Regions from separate parts of the Mus musculus genome. Here all the other regions are linked to region 1. A link is a contact called in public HiChIP or PLAC-seq and Micro-C data. All regions are on one chromosome and are shown on one strand. The core of a region is the stretch at or near the end of the contact, and the rest is flanking DNA. Distances in the headings are between cores, read along the strand shown. Region 1 holds the start of Rhot1 (ras homolog family member T1). Region 2 overlaps Crlf3 (cytokine receptor-like factor 3). Region 3 holds the start of Psmd11 (proteasome (prosome, macropain) 26S subunit, non-ATPase, 11).

What was found. Hi-C and Micro-C count contacts between places; a contact is called where the count stands out from the background. HiChIP or PLAC-seq counts read pairs in DNA pulled down with a chosen protein or histone mark.
Region 2: a contact with region 1 is called in an H3K4me3 HiChIP or PLAC-seq map of bone marrow-derived macrophages, with 4 times the contacts expected there. The contact joins the enhancer-like site here to the promoter of Rhot1 in region 1. A contact is called at or near these places in 11 of 39 promoter capture datasets (the 3T3-L1 cell line, 3T3-L1-derived adipocytes, the C10 cell line and 5 more), 2 of 484 Hi-C or Micro-C datasets (B cells and embryonic stem cells), 7 of 115 datasets of contacts at active chromatin or transcription factors (the HPC-7 cell line, bone marrow-derived macrophages, effector CD8 T cells and 2 more) and 4 of 9 other capture datasets (adipose tissue, embryonic stem cells, liver and 1 more).
Region 3: a Micro-C map of embryonic stem cells shows a contact between it and region 1, with 3 times the contacts expected there. The contact joins the promoter of Psmd11 here to the promoter of Rhot1 in region 1. A contact is called at or near these places in 1 of 39 promoter capture datasets (the C10 cell line), 3 of 484 Hi-C or Micro-C datasets (all in embryonic stem cells) and 2 of 9 other capture datasets (adipose tissue and pancreatic islet).

The regions. Positions count from the first base shown.
Region 1 is chr11:80,207,345-80,212,034 of GRCm38.p6, reverse strand. Rhot1 (ras homolog family member T1) reads right to left here and starts at 2,984. Exons shown (of 19, transcript NM_021536.8): 1 at 2,712-2,984. The coding sequence starts at 2,787.
Region 2 is chr11:80,066,114-80,071,101 of GRCm38.p6, reverse strand. All of the region lies in intron 1 of Crlf3 (cytokine receptor-like factor 3), which reads left to right. Among named protein-coding and RNA genes, the nearest start is that of Crlf3, 12 kb to the left of the region's middle. Within about 2 kb of position 3,406, at least 89 of the 459 cell types and tissues checked have an H3K27ac peak or open chromatin away from gene starts, as enhancers often do. A contact at or near this core is called in B cells, the HPC-7 cell line, adipose tissue and 3 more, where this site is marked.
Region 3 is chr11:80,426,667-80,431,058 of GRCm38.p6, reverse strand. Psmd11 (proteasome (prosome, macropain) 26S subunit, non-ATPase, 11) reads right to left here and starts at 2,444. Exons shown (of 14, transcript NM_178616.3): 1 at 2,304-2,444. The coding sequence starts at 2,394.

The DNA.
Region 1 (4,690 bases), core at 1,735-4,234:
TTCAATTAAGTATAACTATACTTCTAACATTTCAAACTGTGAAAGCATTTGTATAAGAGCTGAGGAGCTCACTTGGTGGAGTGCTACCTAGCAAGCACTAAGCCTTGATACAAAGCACCACAAAAACTAAGCAGGGTGGGACAAACCAGCAATCCTGGCCTTTGAGGTACAGCTGGAGGACCAAAAGTTCCAGGTCACTATACAACCACTTCCCAGGCAGCCTAGCAAACTTAGTATTTTACCTTAATGAGAAAAGGGTAGAGAGGGGAAAAAAGAAGAAGGGGATGGAAAATATATACATGTGATACGGTTTATTTAGTTGTTTAGTTGTTTGGTTGGGCTTTTTCAAAATAGGGTTTCTCTGTGAAACCATGCTAGCTGTCCTGGAACTCACTCTGTAGACCAGGCTGGCCTCGAACTCAGAAATCCACCTGCCTCTGCCTCCCAAGTGCTGGGATTAAAGGTGTGTGCTACCACGCCCGGCTTATAGTTTGCTTTCTTAATAGTAGTAGATGGCCTAACGCTTTGATGCCAACCTTACCCTATATCTACGCTATACTGTAGATTGAGCAGAAGTTCTTACATGTAAGGCAAGTGCCCTACCACTAAGCTACACACGCTAGTCCTTGAAAATTTTTGATTAACCATCCTCCTACTTCAGACTCCTGAGTAATGGCTCACAGATGTGTGCCAACCACATGGTTGGCACCATCCTCTTAGGAAAAAGCAGGGTCTCCTTCAAAAGCTAAGGCTTTCTCTTATAACTTGCTCCCTGTGGTCAGAAAACCCACACAGAGTTGTTCCGATTCTCTAGCTGGCTTTCAGGACTACATGACATACTTTTTCTAACAAATTTTAAACTTCTGCATATTCCTAAGTAATACTGTTAAAGTTAATGTAAAATGTCCTACGGTGCCACTGAATCTGACATATGTACAGCACTTCTTTTTTTTTTTTTTTTTTTTTTTTTTCGAGACAGGGTTCTCTGTGTAGCCCCGGCTGTCCTGGTACTCACTTTGTAGCCCGCCCCCCTCCCCACCCCCCCAGTGCTGGGAATTAAGGCATGCGTCACCACGCCCAGCATGTATAGCATTTCTACTCAGTCTATACACTAATGCTGTATCATCGGTTCCTATATTGAACACCAAATCCAAAATATCTTTTTTACAAATTGAGTTTTAAAAAGCATTAGACTTTTAGAAAATACAATTAAGGGGTCACCTGCTCACTTTCCCTAATTTTCCCCCAAATGTATCAGCACCAACCATGCCTTAAATAATGTCTTCCTTTACTGTTAGAGAACTTGATGCAAAAGAAAGAGTAAGATACCATTATAAATAAGGCCAAAAACCCATAACTGAAAATAAAAAAGCAAACTATGCTTCACGGGAGCTTAGTTCCCAATTTTGACTAGAGTTCTCCCAAAAGCTGCTACAGCTACACGGATCAACAGTCCACAGTCGTTTCCTCCCCTCCCGCCCCTTTCTGAGGCCAGCAGACTTGGGGCTGCAGTGGTTAAAAGCAGAAAACCCAAGTCTGGTGGCTCAAACCACCTGTAACTCTAGCTCCGAGGGATCTGACTTGCTCTGTCTGGGCCCTAAGAGCACACCCTACCCCACCCCCCCAAAATTGTTTTTTTTTTCTTAATATGTACACTTTCCTCCTTAGGAATGTATCACAGCGACCTAGAGAGGCTACTTAAAGATATAATTGAGTGGTTTATAATAGAATGCTTCAAATCAGCAATGGCAAAACATGAACTAATGAACCCCTCTTTTTAACTTAGTTGCCATGATTAAGTCATGTACCTCGCAGTAAGATCAGAAATCCCTGCTCTATACTGCATTCCTATCAGCCAGCAAAAGCGTTGTTTTTGTTGTTTTGTCTTCTTTACCAGGAAAAAAGTGAGATCTATCTTTAAAGAGCATGGGAACATGTGCCTGTTCGGAAGCCCTATATGCCTGCTCTTATTAAAAGAACTACTACAGAACTATGGAATGTCTAACAAGGAGCGAAAATTAAGACTTTTAGGGTAACAATCGCCCCATCTAAAGATCCCTCCCTAGTTAAGTATCGTTCACTCAATACTCATATTATTAACTTGAAGGAGTTTGTTCGACACAAGTACGGCAAAAAAAAAAAAAAAAAAATCTAATTTTTAAAAAATCCCGCTATCTTAAGCTCTTTTTTTTCTTCTTGGTGCTGGAGACTGAATCCAGGTTTTTATGCATGCTAGAATTCTACTACTGAGCTACTTACTCAAGCAAGCCAACGCTCTCTCTTAATGCCCATGCACAGTAGCAGTGAAGGCAGCAAGTGAAAAAAAAAAAAAAAAAAAATTCCAGAGACCTGACCTTGCTCCCAAGTCGACTACTTCTGCACTCCTCCTCCCCCTAGTGTCCCCCGCCAGCCGGTTCCCGCAGTCCCAAGTGCTCAGTCTGCCTGTTCCAACATCTGCCTGGCAATGAGTGACTGACAGGCGACCAGAGGGTCGGACGGGAGGTGGCCCGACAAACGCTGAGGCCCAAGAGGAAAGAACTCGAGGAGGTGGTGGCGACGGCGACAGCTTTCGCAGCGAGAGGACCGGGCGTTAGGGACTGAAGGGGGACAAGGCCTGCGAGGAGCAGAGGGCCACGGTAGGGAAGAGCAAAGGGGCTGGCAGGCTTGGAGAGGGCACCCGGGCTGCGAGGCCGGGCAGGGCGCGGACTCACGTTCTCCCACCAGCAGGATCCTCACGTCTTTCTTCATGTCGGAGGCTCGCAGGGGCCGCACTCGGCCCGCACGCATGGAGCGCACGCCTCACGCCGGGAGCGTCCAGCCCGTGGCGCCGCTCTCCCCGCGATACCGCCGCTCCCTGCCAGCCTTAGCGGCCTCTGCGCCCGAATCTCGGCCGCCAGGACCTGCCGCACCGACTCCTCCTCTACCGCTCCGCTTGGGAGCCGGGGCAAGCCAGCTCCGCCTCCTCCGGCTCCGCGGACGCGGGCGGCGGCGGCGGCGAGGACGACGGCGGGCGGCGAGGGACAAGAGCTTTCGGAACCTCAACGCTCTCGTATCTTGAACAGCGCCCCTGCAGGAAGGCAGACGGTAGCGCAAAACCCCGGAGGTTTGCCTGCCACAGTCTGAACACTGCCAGAGGATGTAAGTGACAGATTCCTTGGTCAGAACAGTCAGAGCCCACTTGTTTTACAGAACAAGAACAGAAGAGTCCAGGGTCACGCAGCAGGAGCTTGGTCGTGAATCGGAGATTTCTTCACTAAACGATAATGTCCAGGAGGGCAAGAGACCTGCCTACCTGGTTTTCAGCTGTGTTCACACTGTTGGACTTACCTTTCAAAAATGCTTTATTGAACAAGGTTACTGGCTCCCAGGGTGTGAACACTCCCCAGAGCCCATCACCTGTTTTCCCCCCCTCAAAATGTATTATTCTGTATATTTGTGTATGACACGTGCGTTTGAGTATCTTCCATGGTGAGTATGTGGCGGTCAGAGGACAGTCCTCAAGAATTGGTACTTGGCTGACATTATGGCACAAGCCAGCTCTTAGAGGCACTTTGGATCCAGGGGTCAAACTCAGGTCATCAGGCCTGAACAGAAAGCACTTTTACCCGAGACTATATCACAGCCCAAGAAATTGCTTAAAAAAAAAAAAAGGCCGACAACCGGGCTTTTTTTTCATGGTGGCGCACGCCTTTGATCCCTGCACCGGGGAGGCAGAGGCAGGCAGATTTCTGAGTTCGAGGCCAGACTGGTCTACAAAGTGAGTTCCAGGACAGCCAGGGCTACACAGAGGAACCCTGTCTCGAAAAACCAAAAAAAAAAAAAAAAAAAAAAAGTAGGGCGTGATAGCTCATGCCTGTAATCCCAGCATCTGGGAAGATGAAGTAGAAGGATTGCCATGAATCTGAGGCCAGCCTGGGCTTTAGGGTGAGACCTAAGGAGCCATGGTATTTCAAACCTGAAAGTGGTGGTGGCAAGAAGATTAAGCCATCAAAGCTATTCTTATCCACACATAGATATTTCATGCCCACCAGGCGGTGGTGGCACACGTCTTTAATTCCAGCACTTGGGAGGCAAAGGCAGGAGATTTCTGAGTTCGAGGCCAGCCTGGTCTACAAAGTGAGTTCCAGGACAGCCAGGGCTATACAGAGAAATCCTGTCTCAAAAAACAAACAAACAAACAAAAAAACAGACAGACAGAAATAGAAGGAAACCCTTTCTTAAAAAGTGCCTGGGAAAGCTGGTGTGGTGATATAAACCATCCCAGTATTCAAGAGGTTGAAGCAGGACCACTAGTTGAGAGCCAACCTGAGTTACCCAATGAAACCCTGTCTCAAACAAGCAACAAAACCCCACTCCGTGATACAACAGGGGGTGAAGGCACACCTCTTGTTCACAGGGAGATGTCCCTAGGACGGTAGCTGCAAAGAAGATTACAGGACTCTAGAGGACTCATGGCCCCTCTGCCTGTTTCTTCTCTACCAAATGAAGATGTCAGACCCTTCCTTGCATAAATATTTGGAGCAACCTCATGAAGTAATATTTAAATGTTCCACTATTTTCTGATGGAATCACCACCAGATAAACCCACTATAAACAGAAATCTAGTAATCTAGTAACCTTCCAAGCACCACATTTAAATAACACAGTAGTTTATCTTCCTGATCACACAGCTGAGAGACACTTGCTGCTG
Region 2 (4,988 bases), core at 2,157-4,656, 140 kb after region 1:
CACTGCCCGACAAAGTGTGACTTTCTTGATCTTCAGTTTCTTTGTCTGTAAATGAAGGTTAAAAAATACTGCTTACTTTACCTGGCCAGTGTGGGAACTGAAGTAGAGTTGGGCTTGGTGGCGGCCCTTTAAACTCAACACAGGAGGCAGAGGCAGGTGAGTATCTGAGTTTGAAGCCAGCCTGGTCTGCATAGAGAGAGGCCTGTCTCAGAAAACAAAAAAGTAAATAACATAAAGTAAGAAGTACTGTGGCCAGTGAGATGGATGACTCAGCAAGTCCAGTGCTTGCTGCCCATGTCTGAGAACTTGAATTTGATCTCTGGAACATGCGAAAAGATGGGCGAAGAGAACCTAATCCATGCCTATCCTCTGGCCTTTACCTGCGCGCTGACGCAGCGTGTGCCCTCTCCCATCACACACACACAGAATTGTAAGTAAAACATTTAATAGGACTATTTAAAATGTTTAGCACAATGCCCAGGACAATAGGATGTTCTCAACTAATATTAGCCACAATAAAACTACTAAAAATTGTTGTTCAAGGTGACATCTTTTGCTTCTACTGACAGCTTATTTTTTAAATGTCTGCTATGTTTTTCCCCAACAAAATGCCCTTTTTTAATTTTGGTGGTAGTTTTTGGCTGTCCCATTTATATAAGAACTTAATAAATTTTATTACAGTTACTAGTGTGCAAAACCTTCTGCCTCCTTTTCCAAAATGAAAGGTTTTGTTTTGTAGGCTGGCTTGAAACTTGAGGTGTTCCCGCCCCAGGCTCTTGAATGCTGTGCTTGTGAGTGATATGCCACCATGTCCAGAGAATGAGTTCTTTAAGGTCAAGATCATGACATATTTATTGTTTTGTTTTGGGGTGATTTTAATTAATTAATTAGCTTTTATGTGCATTGTGTTTTGCCTGCATTTTTGTCTATGTGACGGTATCAGATCCCCTGAAACTGGGGTTACAGACAGGTATGCTCACACAGCTGCCATGTGGTTGCTGGGCATTAAATCTGGGTCCTTTGGAAGAGCAGCCAGTGCTCTTAACCACTGAGCCAGCTCTCCAGCCCCGCCTTAATCGTTTTTACAATCCAGATTCCTGGCACATAATCAACTCAGTAAACATGTAAATGAAAGCCTTTGTGAATGTGTGGGTGTAGTTTTGCAGAGATTCTTCTTAGATTGTAATCTTGATGATGTGCATTTTCTTCATTAATGCAGTTAATCTAGAGTTAATCATCTGTCTCACCATGCTGTTTGATTATCTCCTGCTGTATAATAAACTGCAAAAGTTCAGCAGGTTAGAAGCTGTTAGTTCTTTGGTGCAGCACATTCATAATCTTATCACTAAAGCTGAGGAGGGAGGATTCCTGGGAGTATAAGGGTAGCCTGGGCTACATAATGAGTTCCAGGCCAAGGCTACTTAGTGAGACACTGTCTAATCACACCTGACTCTGCCTCCTGAGTGCTAGGATTAAAGGTGTGGTCTTTTTTTTTTTTTTTTTTAAAGGTTTTATTTATTTATTATATGTAAGTACACTGTAGCTGTCTTTAGATCTCGTTACGGATGGTTGTGAGCCACCATGTGGTTGCTGGGATTTGAACTCTGGACCTTCGGAAGAGCAGTCGGGTGCTCTAACCCACTGAGCCATCTCACCAGCCCTAAAGGTGTGGTCTTAATTAAGGTTTAAATACATTTTATAGGGGCTGGGGAGATGGCTCAGGGGTTAAGAGTATTGGCTGTTCTTCCAGAGGTCCTGAGTTCAATTCCCAGCAACCACATGGTGGCTCACAACCATCTGTAATGGGATCTGACGTCCTCTTCTGATGTGTCTGAAGACAGCTACAGTGTACTCAGATACATAAAATAAATAAATAAATCTCTTTTTTTGTTTGTTTGTTTTTTGCTTTTTTGAGACAGGGTTTCTCTGTGTAGCCCTGGCTGTCCTGGAACTCACTCTGTAGACCAGGCTGGCCTCGAACTCAGAAATCCACCTGCCTCTGTCTCCCAAGTGCTGGGATTAAAGGCATGGGCCACCACTGCCCGGCGATAAATCAATCTTTAAAAAATACATTGTATGATCTTTTTAAATGACTTATTTATTTTATGTGCATTGGTGTTTTGCCTGCATGTATAGCTGTGTGAAGGTGTCAGATACTCAGCAGCTGGAGTTATAGCCTTGTGAGCTACCATGTAGATGCTGGGAATTAAGCCTGGGTCCACTGGAAGACCAGCCAGTGTTCTTAACTGCTGAGCAATCTCTCCAGCCCCAACTTTATGACCTTTTGATAACTAAACTCTGAGGAAAGTAGTTCAGTTGTGTGTTGTCTTGTATCAATGGATAGTATTTTGTGAGCTCATCATCCTGTTACCTTCAAAAGGTTAAACAGTGAGCTTAAATAATCTTGTCACTTTTAATAATCTTGCAAGGATGGCCGGTGACAGCAAACTTTTAATCCAGCACTGAGGAGGCAGAGGCAGGCAGATAAATCTCTGTGAGCTCCGGGACAGCTAGGGCTAGAGAGAGAGAGAGAAAGAGAAAGAGAGAAAGGAAGAGAAGAGAAGAGAAAAGAAAAGTTTTAATGATCTTGTCACACTGGAGGTTTCAGTAGGAGTTCAGAATATGACTGACGAATATAAACTGTATAAATTACAGTTTCCTCCTGGAGTCCTTAAGTTGCCTGCCATTTATACTTTCTCTCTCTCTTGGCTGGCCTAGAACTATCGGCATTGTTTCCTAGTATAGCACTGGCTAGTCTGGAACTTATTCAATAGATCTCTGGCTCTTGCCTCTACGTTTGAGTGTTTGGATTACAGAAGTGTGCCATCTTGCTTGGAACTTGTTAAAATCACATCTGTAAGTCAAAATCACCTCGGTAGCAAGAACATGGCTCCTGGACTCAGATGTGGGGCACAGGGAAGTCTTGAGTTTTTTTCCCTCCATTGTAGACTGTGCAGGTATGATGCTGTAGTCAGATAAGAGGAAACACATTAGCCTACCTCAAACTGGGAGACTCATCAGTGAACTGTTTTCATAAAGCCAAAAAACTTGATACTTGATTACTATGGTTAGATTAATGTTGACTGAGCTTTAAACTGTGAGCTATTTTTTGGAAGAAGAAAATGATCTAAGGGAAAACCAAGGAGGTTTGAAAAGGCAGTGGTTGGTGTTCTGTGAACAACAGACACCACATGCATGCCCGGCGAGCGCCTGGGGGGCAGGTTTGGAAGTGGAGGCTTCCCTCCACAGTCCTCACTAATGTTGACATATTTCCTCTTTCCCTAAGGTTGTCAGACAAAACCAACAAAATAACACGGGCTTGCAATTTCTGAGGGAGCTTCTGAATTCTTTCTAAAGAGGAAATTGACTTTACCTAACCAGGGCACTTCCTGCATATGCTGTATCCGTTAAAGAGCCAGGCAGGGCCTTGCTGGTTCAGTGCTCAAGTGCAGAGTTTCCTCTTAGAGGAAGGTCTGAAATGTGGCACAGTGGACTTTATTCTACCTATATTGCATTTATAAATCAACCATGGTCTTAAAAAATTCAGGTTCTGGGGCTGGGCCTGAGATGTAGCTCAGTTGGGAGAGTATTTGCCCACTATGCTTGAAGCTGGACATGGGGGGACCTACCTGTAGTTTGGAGGGGTGAAAGAAGAAAGATCAGAAGTTCAGGATCCTCTTGAACTACAATGAGATTGAGGCTTGGTATCCATGAGATATTGACTTTCAAAATAACAAACAAATGCATCAGGTCTAGAGCCTGACACTGTGCATTGCTAACAATATAAAAGTCATAAGACTTTCTTTCTGTAGTTTTTTAGTTTATTTTTTGGTTTTTCGAGATAGGGTTTCTCTGTGTAACCTATTCTGGAATTAGCTCTGTAAACCGGGCTGGCCTTGAACTCAGAGATCCACCTACCTCTGCTTCCAAAGTGCTGGATTAAGGGCTTGTGCTGACACACACACACACACACACATACACACACGTATATGTATATATTATTCATTTTTGGTAGGTGTATGTGTGTGTATGTGTGTGTGTGTGTGTGTGTGTGTACACATGTTAATATTCCAGTCAAGAGAAAGCTGGCAAGAGGATTAAGAGTTAGAATAGTATATAATAGATCATAAAACTACTATTGTTTGTAAAACAAAATGATGGCTTTGGGAGCTCTTTTTTTGGTTTTGGTTTTGGTTTTTTTGGTTTTTGAGACAGGGTTTCTCTTTATAGCCCTGGCTGTCCTGGAACTCATTTTGTAGACCAGGCTGGCCTCGAACTCAGAAATCTGCCTGCCTCTGCCTCCCAAGTGCTCGGATTAAAGGTATGCACCTTTACTGCTGGAGATTGAATCTAGATGCTTACACTCCTGAGTCATATCCCAGGTCGTGTGTTTGAACTGTCCCACTTATAGTTAGTATTTGAGAGGAAATGGACTGTGTTTTATCCATTACATTTTTTTAAAAAGATTTATTTATTTATTATATCTAAGTACAATGTAGCTGTCCTCAGACACTCCAGAAGAGGGCGCCAGATCTCATTATGGGTGGTTGTGAGCCACCATGTGGTTGCTGGGATTTGAACTCAGGACCTTCAGGAGAGCAATCAGTGCTCTTAACCGCTGAGCCATCTCTCCAGCCCCTATCCATTACATTTTTGTTGTTGTTGTTTTGTTTTGTTTTGAAGACGGGGTTTCTCTGTATAGCCCTGGCTGTCCTGGAACTCACTTTGTAGACCAGGCTGGCCTCGAACTCAGAAATCCACCTGCCTCTGCCTCCCAAGTGCTGGGATTAAAGGCGTGCGCCACCATGCCCAGCCCATTACATTTTATTAAACATCTGGTGACTACAAACAGCTTATTTGCTTTCAGAATATATGTGAGATGCAAAGACTTTTCTGTTATAACTCCTAGCACAAAGATTTTTAAACTTGGCTCTGTGGACCGAGGACAGTGCATCTAAAATGTGGGCAGACTCACCAATGTGCCTGTG
Region 3 (4,392 bases), core at 1,195-3,694, 220 kb before region 1:
TAAGAGCACCCGACTGCTCTTCTGAAGGTCCAGAGTTCAAATCCCAGCAACCACATGGTGGCTCACAACCATCTGTAACAAGATCTGACGCCCTCTTCTGGAGTGTCTGAAGACAGCTACAGTGTACTTACATATAATAAATAAATAAATCTTAAAAAAAAAAAAAAGAAAAACCAAAAAAATAAAATAAAATAAAAAACAATTCTATAACTCCCTCCTAGAGAAATTCCTATCAAAGCTTCAGTGTGATACGAAGAGTTACTCACTTAGGACAGACGGCTGCCTCATGATGGATTCAGGTCCTGTTAAAGTAACTTTTTAATCTGTCCCACTTTCAACTGTTAATAATTATTCAACTGCTTGACCCTGTAACAGCCTTTCCCAAGTTTGCTGTGCTTATTTTGGTGACCATGACTAGTTAACAATGCTCTAAAAAAGCATCATGACTTGACAAAATCCAAGATTTTGATACTCATGATGGAGTCCGGAAAAAGTAATGCTGTCACCCACCATGACTCAAGCTTACTCTAACAGGGGAGCTGGCAGGGGACTCTTAGTATAATGAGCAACCACTCCTTTTTTTTGTTTTGTTTTTCTTTTTATAGTATCTGTATTTTACTTTTCTTTAGAGGGTTGTTTTTTTTTCCCTTATTTGTTTGGTAGTTTCATTTGGAAAATAGGTTAAGGTTCATAAAGGGTCTGATAAAGGTGAAATACTCTAATGGCAATGTTTATTAGTAATTTCTACTTTCTGAAAGGCAAACAAATCAGGCACTATGCACAAAAAACTTTTATGCTCCGCAGATTATTAAATATTAAAGTGTGATCTAAATATTAAAGTGTGATCACAGAAAAATGTCTTTGTAAAAACATCCGATGGCTATGGTACTCTGCTCTAAAACGGACACTATCAGAACTTCGAAATGAAACTCTTCATGATTCCTTCACAATGCACTGTGCTCTCTCGTCTCCTCTCCTTTCTAGTATTCCCAGAGTCAAGAACTTCAAGCTGTTGACAGTGTCCTTTCTTGGTACAAGTCTTGTGTACAGAAATTCAAGACTCAGCAACTCAGTTAAGTCAACATAAGCATCAACATCCTGGCAGTCCCTCATATACCTGCATTCACCAACAACTTGTTGATCCAATCCGAATCTCCCAGGCTACATTTGAAAGCTCACGCCGGGCGGGCATAGTGGCACACGCCTTTAACGCCAGCACTTGGGAGGCAGAGACAGGCGGATTTCTGAGTTCAAGGCCAGCCTGGTCTACAAAGTAAGTTTCAGGACAGCCAGGGCTACATGGAGAAAATCTGTCTCAAAAAACCAAAAAAAAAAAAAAAAAAAAAAACCTCACATTACCACAGGAGGAAGCTCATTCTCTAACTGAACCCTTAAGGAATGAATATTAAAAGGCCTTCTCTGCCATCAACCACTTATTTCTATTTACACCTGAATCCCAGTAGAAAGCGACCGGCTGGAGGTTCCTACTTCAACTTTCCTGTTGCCCTACGGTTTAAGACAATCACGCTATGGTATTAAAATTTTTCTTTTTCTCCAGCAATGTGCGGCCCGCCGGTCCCAAAAAGTTCCCTGAACGACAGCCTCTCAGAACTCAGAACTAAACTTCAACCCCTACTGGGAAAAATGAGTCACCTCCTCTGTCCCGGCGGTCCCACTCGGACGACACTTCAGCTCACAAGCTACACCGGTCAAATACCAATCTTAAGCGTGTGGCACCCCTCAACTTCCCACACCCAGAAAGTGGCCCTCTGCTGCCGGCGGCTGCGGCTGAGGGCTGGCTGTAAGCGACAGCTCCCAGCGTCCCGGAAGAAAACTCCAAGAGAAGCGCTCGCGCTCCCACCCGGAGCAACCTGTGCTGATAACAACGGCGGGAAATGTCAGTCCTGCGCGGCAGTCGCCCGGACCTCTCAACAACACACTCTCCGACCCGTCTGTCCCGGGCCGCCACTCTCAGCCCCCGGCCAGCTCGCGCGGGCCACAATCGGGGACCCTTGAGGGGTAGCGAACCTGGCCCGGCCCGCTCGCCACGCTGCGCTGCGCTGCGCCCACCGTGAGTCAGCAGGCAGCAGGTGGACGGGCCGGCTGCCTAGGGGCTTCCCGCCCGATTGGAAGCCATGGGGCTCCTGGGGTCCCCGAGCGGCCTGCGCCCCCAGCCCGGCCCCCCTCACACACAGTGAGTCAGCAGCACCATAGCCGGCTAGCCCGGCCCCTCTCCGCCGCCTCCGACCCACACAGGCCGCGCCGGGACGGCGGAGCCGCGGGGACGGCGCCAGGCCCTTTACCGATGGAGTGGAGGATGTCGATGGAGGCCTCCCGGTCGGTGCTGAGTAGAGACTGGGCTCTCTGGAACTCCACCACCGCTGCGGCCGCCATCTTACCGCTCTCACACCGTCCCCGGCCGCGGCCGCCGACGCCGGAAACACACACCCGGAAGACCCGCCCTCGCGTTCCTACCAGAAGACCCCGCCTCCCTTCTCCGAGCACCCCGGGAGTTGTAGTCTCTCTGCCCCGTGGGTGGCCCAGGAGCGTCCCGCAAGCGACAAACGAGCTCCCCCATCGCCATCTCGCGGCCATCTGAAGAGACAAACCGAAATTAATCCCCACCACTCCAAAAGAGGCTGAGTACTCAAGGAAAGCTGCTTGGCTGTTTGTATAGTATCCCCGTGTAACCAGTCACTCATAGCGATAGATGATCTTTCAAATTGCCTATTATGTGGCAGGAATAGCACCGTTCAGATTCATTCAGATGTTTTGCAGGGAGGACACATACACACACTCCCTTCCAGGACGGAAGAAATCGCCAATGTAAAAGAACACTGTCTTTCACAAATAGCCATTCCATCATCGGACAGAGCTTCACATTGTGGATTGAAAGTCATCTTTGACCCAATCATTCAATCTAAATAGTTCTTGAGATTCACATTTGACTCATACCAGCTTTCCAGCTCAACAATAGAACAAAATTTTCCTCCCGTATCTCCAATTCCTTCAACTGTAATAGGATATCTGTGAAGATATCAAGGGAAAGGGGAAAAAAGCATGTTTCTTATCACTAAGGATCAACCTAAAGATGTTGCTAAACCTATACAGAGGGAGACCTTCTAAGTTGATGACAATCTGGAAATTAAATAGCTGTGCTGTATAAAAAACTAAGTAGAACCAACATTATACTCCTCTATGACTGGACTAATCAATCTCTATACCTGTCTCCTTTCATTTGTCCAACAATACTCAACAAGAGTCTTTGAAAAAATATTTAATTAATACCTAAGGAAACTGAAGGGAATAAAGTGACTGACAGAACTGAGACCTGGTAGGAAAGACATTCCCACCCTTTGCATTTTCTAATGAAATCTGGGTAATATCCCACCATGCTGGTAACAGAAGTCCTGACTTTGTTGTGTCACGTGAACTAAACTGGCTTCCAAATTCTCCCAACTCTGAAATTCCATGAACTTCGGTGTAATGCTGTGATCATCCCCCCCCCCCCACACACACACACACACACACTCACCCAAGAAGTCATTCCTTCTTTCTCAATCTGATGGAGAGCTAATGAGACTATACTGAATTCATTTGTTGTTGTAGTTTTTAAGTTTTTACTTCTATGTCTGTCTGTCTGTGGGAACTCACATGCCATGGCATGCACATGGAGAAGGGAACTCTTGCAGAAGTCAGTACTCACAATCATGGCCAGCCCAGAGATTGAACTCAGGGACTCATGTTTGGCAGCAAGCACCCTTATCTGTGCCCTCTTCCCTTCTCCTCTCCCAGGTGCTAGAATTAAAGGCACTTCCAGCTTCTGTCTCTTTTTTTTTTTTTTTTTTTTTTTGGTTTTTTGAGACAGGGTTTCTCTGTATAGCCCTGGCTGTCCTGGAACTCACTTTGTAGATCAGGCTGGCCTCGAACTCAGAAATCCGCCTGCCTCTGCCTCCCAAGTGCTGGGATTAAAGGCGTGTGCCACCACAACCAGTCTCCAGCTTCTGTATCTTTTCTTTCTCTCTTTCTTTCTCTCTTTCTTCCTTTCTTTCTTTCTTTCTTTCTTTCTTTTTTGTTGTTGTTTTGTTTTGTTTGTTTGCTTGTTTGTTTGTTTGTTTTTCGAGACAGGGTTTCTCTGTGTAGCCCTGGCTATCCTGGAACTCACTCTGTAGACCAGATGGCCTCGAACTCAGAAATCTGCCTGCCTCTGCCTCCCGAGTGCTGGGATTAAAGGCGTGTGCCACCACACCCGGCCTCTGTATCTTTTCTTAACCAATTCAATTGTATCATCATCCTGAATGTACAATTTAAGAACAACAGGCTTTGGAAATGCTACTTTTGTTCCAAACTCTAGGCGGGGTACTAGTAGATGGTGACTTCTGTAGACTCCTA